3 separate regions of the Sus scrofa genome follow, and all the other regions are linked to region 3. A link is a contact called in public Hi-C data. All regions are on one chromosome and are shown on one strand. The core of a region is the stretch at or near the end of the contact, and the rest is flanking DNA. Distances in the headings are between cores, read along the strand shown. Region 1 overlaps CDKAL1 (threonylcarbamoyladenosine tRNA methylthiotransferase). Region 2 overlaps CDKAL1 (threonylcarbamoyladenosine tRNA methylthiotransferase). Region 3 overlaps LOC102160563 (a long non-coding RNA gene).

Region 1 (3,116 bases), core at 544-3,043, 300 kb after region 3:
TTAATCTTCACCTTGTTACAGTAAAGTAGAACCTAGCAGATATACATGCAATATGTATATCTTATTTTGTTGGCTAAAATAGAAGAGTCATGTCTTCATATTTTATCATCTCTATCACATATTCATCTATAAATTAATATAAAAGGAAATGCCACACGAAAATTCATGATACATTCTTCAACGGAGGACAGTTTCCCCTCACTTGAGGTCATTGCATAAACCAAAGGAAAGCAATCGTACCTCTTCTTTTCCATGTGACACCACGTGAGTAACTAACACACCCCACTGAAGTGCATGACACAGTAGAAAAGGATGAAAGAGCCATGATGGATTTGTTCCCATTTTGCCAGAAAAAGTGAAATGGCTATGATCTATGGTAAATAAAAATAAATTACGGCACTCTGTCTACTGCATCTATTCTCATGAAAGTTTGCACTTTGTTCTTAAGTAAATGAAAACGAAATTAGAAAGTAGAATAAAAACCACGGAAATCTGTCACAGACATTCTCCAGAAGACAAAATTCTAGTCATTAGAAAATGGAATCATTTATGATTGAGAAGCTAATCATTTAAATGATGCAGATACCTTCAAAAGTGTAACAGGAAAGAGACAGGGTACAAAGCTTGATAAAGGTATGGAAAGAGAAAATCATACATCTTATGTACTTGAAGAGCTGAAGCTTTCTGGCTTTCCAAAACTAATTTACAGAAAGAACGGGAAAGATGATCCATATCAAAGTGTGGCCCTCAAGGTTTCCTGAGACTAACTGGTGCTAACAGGAGGGTGTGAGCTTATGGCCACCCTGGGTCACCCTCTGGGGTTCAGTTCCTCACAGCACCTCGCCATTATATGATGGTGCCCTTTAGTCAGACCTACTGCAACAAACATACCTATATATGGGCTTTTTGTTTGTTTTTTTTTTTAAATGGCCACACCTGCGTTCCCAGGGAGGCATCTAATTGGAGCTGTATCTGCGACCTATGCCGTAGCTCAAGGCAACACTGGATCCTTAACCCACTGAGTGAGGCCAGGGATGGAACTGGCATCCTCACAGAGACAATGTCAGGTCCTTAACTCACTGAGCCACAAAAGGACCCCCTATATACGGGCTTTAAATCAACTCAGAGTAAATAAGTTTAAACTGGTATCAAAGGAAGAAGAAGTTTCCATTTGTGTGTGTTTCTCAAGTTCAAATTGCTATGATTTACTTTCAAAGGCTCATGGTAGAAAAAAATAGAATGACAAAATAAGACTCATTTATCTTCAAACTTTTTAAAAAAATCACATTAAACAAAGTGCTAATGTTCTGACCGTATTTATCCTCATGCTTTCAACCTGACATCATTCTCTCAACCAGTATTTATCCCGAGTGATCTAATCAAAAGGTAACAAGAATGATTAACGCTGATGCAATGTAATTCCTGCCCTGCCCCGGCCTAAAATATATATCGGACAGATAAGACTCCCTATGAAAATCATGAAATGCAGTAGAGATGTGGCATATGATAAAGTGAATACTAGTGCATTTTTATTAAACATCACCAACAAGAGTGTGATGCACACAATATACTGGCATCTCCCTCAGCCATGAGGCTGGATAACCAGGGATGGGCATGAGTGGTATGAGCAGATCACAAGTCATGGAAAGAGCCTCACAGCTGGGCTGTGGAGGCTGCAGTGAGCAGAAGGAGGGGTAAAACGACCACAAAGGTCATCCTCTCCCTCCTCACACACAAAAGAAGCCTCGTTTACTGGTAATGGTTTTCAGAGCAGTCAGCTGACCCAAACTGGTGTCAGGTCTAAGCATGAGTCAAGCTCTCTTGACAACTTAAATCAACAGACGGGGTGCAGTCCACCCGCCACTTACCCGAGTTCCCGCCACAATCCATTGTTTGGGATTAACTGAAACTGATTATATCTCCCAGGACTCTGGGCAGCAGCCAGGCCATGAGAGTCTGGCAGATAATTGACCCCCTCTGAATACTGCTCAGAATGCATTCCCCGGCTAGACACAAACCTGTGGAACTACTCACGACAATATTTTATGTATTTATTTTGAAACAAATAATGGGATAAGATAATGTTTTATACCACCCAAAGATGAGAGAGCTAATTCTGCTTTAAATGCAACTAAATTCTGTATCTGGGGGGCTGAAAAGGGGGAGGCAGTACTGGGAGTCTGTACTACTCCATGTACTAGCAGCTTTTCTAAAATGGGTGGGTCCATTATAAAAAAGCATACAGCTTCTGCTCAGGGGCAGCAGGTGCTGAAATTTCCTTCTGAACAAAAATATCTTGCATATAGGTTCTGCAGAGTTCCTAACCTATTCTCTGTTATTTCTCCTTGTTTAAGTAAGGAAAGACCCAGCCAAATGCAAATTTTATTTAGGAAAGAAGTTTCCAGGCAATATCAACCAACAACACTTCAACAGGATTGACAACATACAAAATTAACTACCAGTGACAAGGACTCTTAAGTGTTCCAGGAAAGCAAAGGTTTACAATGAAGAGGAAAGAAAGGTTTAGAGACTAGTGCTACTGGGGGTTGAAACAGAGTGCAGAGTGAAGAAAGGAAGAAAGGTCTTGAAAGGGTGATGAGAACTCTGGTCCAAAAAAAAAAGACCCCAATTGACAGAATCGTTCTTGGAGACATTAGTAGACTTTAATTAACATGTAGCTGTTGCATATTCACCCTGTTTTCTCAACCTTTTGGACAACGTCTGCCAACTACACTTTCAACACAGAGGGACATTTTCTAAAAATTTATAGAAGTAAAAACAAAAATATTTTCAATGTATTTTTCTTCTTCTGTACTGATTTTCTGTGTATCTTAGATTGCACTGGTCACGTGCATTGGCTTCTACATAGACTGTATCAACTGTTTTTATTTTTTAGGTATCACTTCATGACTCTTCTGCTGTGGTTGTACTTCTTTTGTTATTTTGTTAGGTATCATTGGATGACTGTTCTGTTGTGCTGCTTTTATTATTATTAGAAAAAGCATCAGCAGTCATTTAATGAGTGAATACCAAGAACTGTCTTAAGTCTATCTTAGTGCACATTATCTTAAGTCTCACAACCTTAAAGAAAAGGACTTATCTTCATTTTACTGATA
Region 2 (3,141 bases), core at 428-2,927, 370 kb after region 3:
TTTAGGTGTGTTATGTTCAGGCTGAATTAATACCTTAGCTGTGGGCTACCTACAACTCAGAGGGTAAAACTAAGCAAGCAATGTAGTTTTAAGAGTAATCAAATTCACAAGTGGCTCCACCTAGAAGGTCACAGTTCATTACAGAGGAATATGCCAATGTTACTTTCTTAGCAGTATCAATAGAAAAGCAAACACAAGGGGAATGTATCTCTTATTTGCCACAATAGGGGCAATATATTAGTCAATATATCTAGTAGCAAATATTAGTATATCTGATTAACTCAATACTACCAACTGTCATCATGTAGTAAGTTATGAGATGAGAAAAAGTGAAAGTAAAAATAGCAAGAATATAAAATAGTTTAAAAAATACAGGCTATACAGGAGGCATCATAAAGGCAGGAAAAGGAAGAGGGAACAGGGACACAATGGAGAAACCATGTTCAGGACTCCGCACATCACAGGATCTTATCTTTATCCTATTAGTAATGAAGATGCATCACAGACTTGAGATGAGGTAAAATAGTTTCATCTATTCTTTCTGACTCATATCCAAATTTAATAAGTTTTACATAAGCTTATAATTATGTTTCTTCAATTCCAGGGTGTTTTCCATATATAAACATATATATATATATATACATATATATATATATATATATATATACACACACACACATATATGTAAATATATATTTGAGATTATCCTTGTCAGTTATGTCATCATTTAAAATGAATCGCTCTTTTTTTAAGAGGCAGTGACAAGTTAAATATAGGGGTTGTAGATGTTCCAATCAGATGACTAACTTGCATGCTTGTTGATGATTAAGAATTTTCCTTCCCCTTCTTTTATTTTTTAATTTTTTGGCTATACCAGAGGCATGTGGAAGTTCGTGGGCCAGGAATCAACCCACACCAGAGCAGTGGCCTGAGCTACAGCAGTGACAATGCGGGATCCTTAACCACGAGGCCCAAGGAATTCCCTCCCTTCCTTTTATGCATCACACATTTACTCGATATCTACTATTTAAAGTGCCACACATAATGTTAGACTCTCCATAAAAAGCTTAATGTGCATCTTAAGTGTAATATGCATCTTTTGTTCTTAAGATTTAATAAAATGTACTTCCAGTAGGCCTATTTTCCATACCACACATTCAAATAATGATAGAAACTTTGGTATTTTCCTTTAAATGATCTCCCCTTTAAACTGCTGAACTAAAGGAAAAAAAAAAAAAGTAATAAAAGAGTTTAAGAAAGAAATCTCAAGAGTCAGATGATTGTGAAGTGAACAAAATGAAGAAGAAGAAAAACAGCCTGGTGAAGTGCTCTATAATTACAGTTTGTAGTGTGAAGTACCTTCCAGAAACACAAGAAGGCTGGGTCCCATGAAGACAATTTGCTGGGAACCCTCATTGTAAGGGTATTTGAGCATCAGAGTAGTTATTCAAAGGTGGCTTCCATCTAGCCCTACAGTTAGAAAAAAAATCATCACCTGTCACTCACTGGTGTTGTTCATTTCCCTTATTTTCAGATTTTCTCGTGTTTTCTTTGTTCCTTATTGATGAACTCTCTTCCACACTTTAGCTAAATAATTTCTGCAGTGGTCTAGGCTTCGTGCAAGGAAGATGGAGAAATACAATGCATTGGAGGGTGGGGGCTGAGGCTCCCTGGCTTGGCTTCCTTCCCTAAGGCCCATTTTCACACTTGGAAGCCAGTGATGCCTGTGCAGCTCAGATGATGCCCTTCCTGTTACAGAAGGAGGTGTTAGTGGAACCCGGTGAGCTCCAGGCTCTCCCACTCAGAGGAGGAGAGAAGAACCACCCACGTGCCCAAGTCTTGCAAAAGGGACAAAGGAGGACGTGGAGAGCGCTTCCAGGTGCTCGGGTCTTTTACTCTTGCGCAGCCTTGCTGCTCTGTTACTGGGTTCCGTTTCCTCGGGATTGCTTTCTCCCTGGTGTGGCACAACAGGACAGGGTGACTCCCTGCTGATCAAGGGCAGAGGAGCGGTGGTTTTCTCTGGGACAAACTCTCCACCTTGAAGCACATTTTCTTTGTGATCTTGTGCTGCCTCCTCTGGCCAGAATGTGAAGACCTCGAAGTTCACATTAATAGAGTGGACTCTGCAGTTTTATTTTATGAAGAAGGCTCTTCCTTTATTCATTCTTTTATTTATTCATTCATTGAGCCACTACAGAGTAGGACAGGTCCTGAGACAGACATGACAAGGCCAACACTATAGCTATCTTAAAGCAAGAATTTTAACAAGGTAATGTTATGACAATCACTCTAACCATAACCTGTGAATTAAATACCTGGTGTTTTTCCAGGTAAGGTGAACAGCTAAGTTTAGCATCTTCTGTTGATTTTCAGCAGCTCTTCCGGAGCATCTATTTGGAGGTCAACAACTCTGGCACTACTTTGGTGCTGAGCATAAGGGTTTGCTATAAATGCAACATTAGTTTCTGCTATCTTGCAATTAAAGTGCTGAATTTATTCCAAAAGGTATTAGGCTACTCATCTCAGAGCCAATACATTATTTTTCCTCCTTTTATTTACTCCTCACTTGAACTTCTCTGACTATAGCTATTTTTGCTTGATCTCTGATTTTTTTAATCCAAAGAAATTGGAATGTTATCAGCTGCATTTTTTTTTTTTTCTTTTTTGGCTGTCATGCTGCATATATAGTTCCTGGGATTAGATCTGAGCTGCAGTTTGCAACCTACACTGCGGCTGTGGCAACAATAGGTCCTTAACCCGTTGTGCAGGGCTGGGGATCAAACCTGCGTCCCCATGCTCCAGAGACGCCGCTGATCCTATTGTGTCACCGTGGGAATCCCATCAGCTGTATGTTGGCAAGGCTTACTCCTCTTCCTACCCACCATATATCTAGCACATCTCCTGGTCTTCATGATGGATGTCTTACATTTACTACAAACATAGCAAGACTGCTACAGCTCTGAGTATATCTGATTTTCACAGAGTCACACTTTTTCAAGTGCCAGGTCAAAGGGTTAAGTAAAAACCAAAATGCCTGAGACTTATTTTATTTATTTTTGTTTTTTATTTTTTTGTCTTTTTAGGGCCACATCTGTGACATATGGAGGTTCTCAGGCTAGGGTCGAATTGGAGCCATAGCCA
Region 3 (3,301 bases), core at 15-2,514:
ACTGTGGTCAAGGACCTGAGTTCAAGCCCCATCTTTCATTGACTTTCTGGGAGATTTCAGTAAGAAATGCAACATTTCTAAGCCAAATTCCTTACCTGTAAAATGGAACAAATAAAGTACCCCTTCCATTGGGTTATTTGTAAAAATAAACTCACACAATGTAAGAAAGAAATTTTATAAGTTCTCAAAAGCTATAGTCGTATAAATCTCATCCCACATTTTTTTGGTTTTTTTTTTTTTTTTTTTGAAGGCATATCCTACATCTGGATTCAGAGCACTCTTACTGTTCACCAAGGTGCATGGTACGTCATCCTCACAAAGTGAATTTTGTTCCAATGCATACAATGTCCAAGATTTTCTGTTGAGTGGACCTGCTTCCTTGGTTATGTGCTAGAACTTAACTCCAAAGAGAAAGATAAGAAATTGTCTCCTTGTACTGAAAAGGAGTTGTTTGAGTTGTTGTTGTTTTTAGTGCTGATTGGAAAGGTGGCCAAATTAAATACAGATTCGAGCTGTTCTGCCGACAAAGATCTGGAGAGAATTGAGTTTGCCGTGACCCTGATGTGAGCAAAGTTGAGCGGGGCAGCCTCCTCCTGTTCTGCTGCCTGGGATGGGGTGGGAGGGGACCGGTTCCCACAGGCGCCTTCTACTGGTCCCGCCTTGCTGCCCAGGCAAGGGAGCAGAGCCAGGGTCAGCTGCTGTCCTCCCAACACAAATTTCACTCTTGTAGGGTTGCCAGATACAATACAGAACACCCAGCTAAATCTGAATTTCAGATAAACAACGCATGATTTTTTAGAATAAATATGTCCCAAATATTGCTCAATCTGGTAATCCCAAACTGCTGCCTGAGGCAGACGAATCATGAAATCATATAAGTTTTTTTTGAAGAAGGAGAAGAAGAGAAACCCTAGCAATCTTTCAATTCAGCCTCCTCATTTTATGTATGGGAAAAAGGAAAGCTACTTGCCCTCGTAAATGGCACCAGAGCCAGTCCTAGAATTCCCTCTAAAGAGCTGACTTTCTACCCATAGCAATTTTGTGACTGATTTTTCTTTTTTTAAGGCTATTGAATACACAGTACCTTCCATTTTTCTGAATATTTGTTCACATAAACCCAGGAAATTATTGAGCTGTGATTTGTGGCTGCTGTTTTTATACCAAGGCCTTTGTGTGTTTTGCGGCCAACAGACACAGCCAGCACTAAAAGGTTAATTAATAACTACCCCTGACTGCCTCTGCTGACCACAGAATGCCAGACCAGGAGGGGATTTTGTCTGAGGTCACTTATTTCACAGGATTTCCACCACAACTTCACTTGAGATAATGCGGTCATCAAGCCAGGAACGAGCAGAATGAAGAGAGGTGAGAAAGGAGGCAGAGTGGGAAAAGGCTTTTACCCTAGAACTCAAAATCAAACTGTACATGTTTCAGTCACAGGCTCATCCTTTGACCTCTGACCTCTGTCCTCAGACCCTGACTCTCTGCAGACCCAGGGCTCCTTCCCCCTTCCATAGCTGGGGCACCCATGGCTACATCCATCCATTTCTTCTCTTAAAGACAGGGACTGAAAAGTATTTGGAAGCAGATTTTTACCTCAGGTCAAAGCTTACAACAAAACCTCGTGCATGTGTAACTTAGCTGGACTTGAAAGAAGGCTGGGATGCCTACCACGTTTTAGGTAGAGACGGGGAAAGATGATACTCAAAAGCTTCAGTTTCATGAATATCAACCAGCACGTTTTTTCCCCTTCCTTGTCTTTTCAAATATTTTCACCTCGTGCTATGAGTCACTTGGTACAAACAGAACACTATAAAAAGACAAGCTTTGTCTCATCACTTTTTCTCCCCCCCCACACACGTCAGATCTGGCCAACACGCTCTGCCTCTGTGACTGGCCAAGTCCCAAGGACTGCAAAGTGTTTTTGGAACTGGTGTTTATTGTACCCTCTTCTGTCACTTGCCCTTAACAGCACACACGGCCCACCAAGGGACTTTCCCCTCCGTGCTCGGCAGTTCGCGCTCAATCCCCTTGGCAAGGATCGCCGTGACTGCACAATCTCACACCTGCCAGCACTGGAAAGTTCTGGAAATAAGGACTCTGTGCCAGACATTCCTCTGGAGCACTTCACCCCATCCAGTTCCTCATTCTCCAGGCCATTAGCCGAGTCACCAACTTCTTGAACTTGGTTCAACTTTCTGCAGCAAAAGTATGCAAAGAGCCTGTCTGAGAACCCAAGCGGCTGCCCAGGCCCTGGGCTCTAATGCTGGCTCCCTTGCTGCCCTTGATGGCCTCCCCCAGGGAGCATGCTGCACACTTTCCAGGCCTCACACCTGCTCTTCCCTGGTTCTTCAGGACGGCTCTGCGACACTGAGTGAGCAGGCTCAGATCAAGTAACATGTTGTGAGGATTTACCTTGTGACATGTTTGTGCTGCTTCCTGTTTCACTATTTCATCTCTTTTATCTCTAGGAATCCTGGAGTCGATCCTACCGGGGTGAGGGTGGGGTTGGGGGGCGCCGGCAAAGAAATGTTTCTCTGTGCATCAAAAAAATAACTGGAAGATAGATTCCAAATGGTTAATAGTGATTTGCTTTTGTGATTTTTTTTTTGCATTTTTTTTTTTTTTTTTTTTTGCTTTTTAGGGCCTCACCCCCACCCGACATGTGGAAGTTTCCAGGCTAGGGGTCAAAGCGAAGCTGCAGCTGCCAGCCTACACCACAGGCACAGCAAGGCCAGATCCTGAACACACTGAGCAAGGCCAAGGATCAAACCCACATCCTCATGGATACTAGTCGGATTCATTTCTACTGAGCCACAATGGGAACTCCCTGTTTTTGTGATTTTTAAAATATAGATTATTTTTTGCTTCTTTTTTGTTGAGACTTACTTTTATCCAAGTCTTCTCTACCTTTTGTAACAAGAAAAAGGATGTAAGAAAAGCAATCCCTGAATAATCTTCTAGTATCTAGTGCTTGTTTTTAATAAAGTGTGTGTATATACTATATACGTAAGCATATTTAAAAATATACATACATATGCATATGCACATAAAAACCAAATAAAGTCCTACAATAAAGATGAAAGCTGATACATACCTAACAAACAGCTCACTGGCCATCTCATTTTTCTTCGATAATGTATGTCCTGGGGCTTGTTTTCCCACGAATGAGGTATATTTGTCTCCTCAGTCTTTTAGGGTTGACCCAAAGCACCATTCATCATCCTGTCGAGAGCTCAGGGAGAACCCTCTGGAAGCATGGAGAGGTGTAACAAGCCCGTCCAGCCTCGGCAGCGATGAT

The links. Hi-C and Micro-C count contacts between places; a contact is called where the count stands out from the background.
Region 1: a Hi-C map of heart right ventricle shows a contact between it and region 3, with 4 times the contacts expected there. The contact joins two enhancer-like sites. A contact is called at or near these places in 2 of 47 Hi-C or Micro-C datasets (fetal heart ventricle and heart right ventricle) and 1 of 2 datasets of contacts at active chromatin or transcription factors (skeletal muscle).
Region 2: a Hi-C map of fetal heart ventricle shows a contact between it and region 3, with 4 times the contacts expected there. The contact joins two enhancer-like sites. A contact is called at or near these places in 1 of 47 Hi-C or Micro-C datasets (fetal heart ventricle) and 1 of 2 datasets of contacts at active chromatin or transcription factors (skeletal muscle).

The regions. Positions count from the first base shown.
Region 1 is chr7:16,360,863-16,363,978 of Sscrofa11.1, reverse strand. The region is part of intron 11 of CDKAL1 (threonylcarbamoyladenosine tRNA methylthiotransferase); the gene reads right to left. Among named protein-coding and RNA genes, the nearest start is that of CDKAL1, 450 kb to the right of the region's middle. Within about 2 kb of position 1,793, at least 14 of the 83 cell types and tissues checked have an H3K27ac peak or open chromatin away from gene starts, as enhancers often do.
Region 2 is chr7:16,299,262-16,302,402 of Sscrofa11.1, reverse strand. All of the region lies in intron 10 of CDKAL1 (threonylcarbamoyladenosine tRNA methylthiotransferase), which reads right to left. Among named protein-coding and RNA genes, the nearest start is that of CDKAL1, 390 kb to the right of the region's middle. Within about 2 kb of position 1,677, at least 2 of the 83 cell types and tissues checked have an H3K27ac peak or open chromatin away from gene starts, as enhancers often do.
Region 3 is chr7:16,663,709-16,667,009 of Sscrofa11.1, reverse strand. The region is part of intron 1 of LOC102160563 (a long non-coding RNA gene); the gene reads right to left. Among named protein-coding and RNA genes, the nearest start is that of SOX4, 220 kb to the left of the region's middle. Within about 2 kb of position 1,264, at least 32 of the 83 cell types and tissues checked have an H3K27ac peak or open chromatin away from gene starts, as enhancers often do.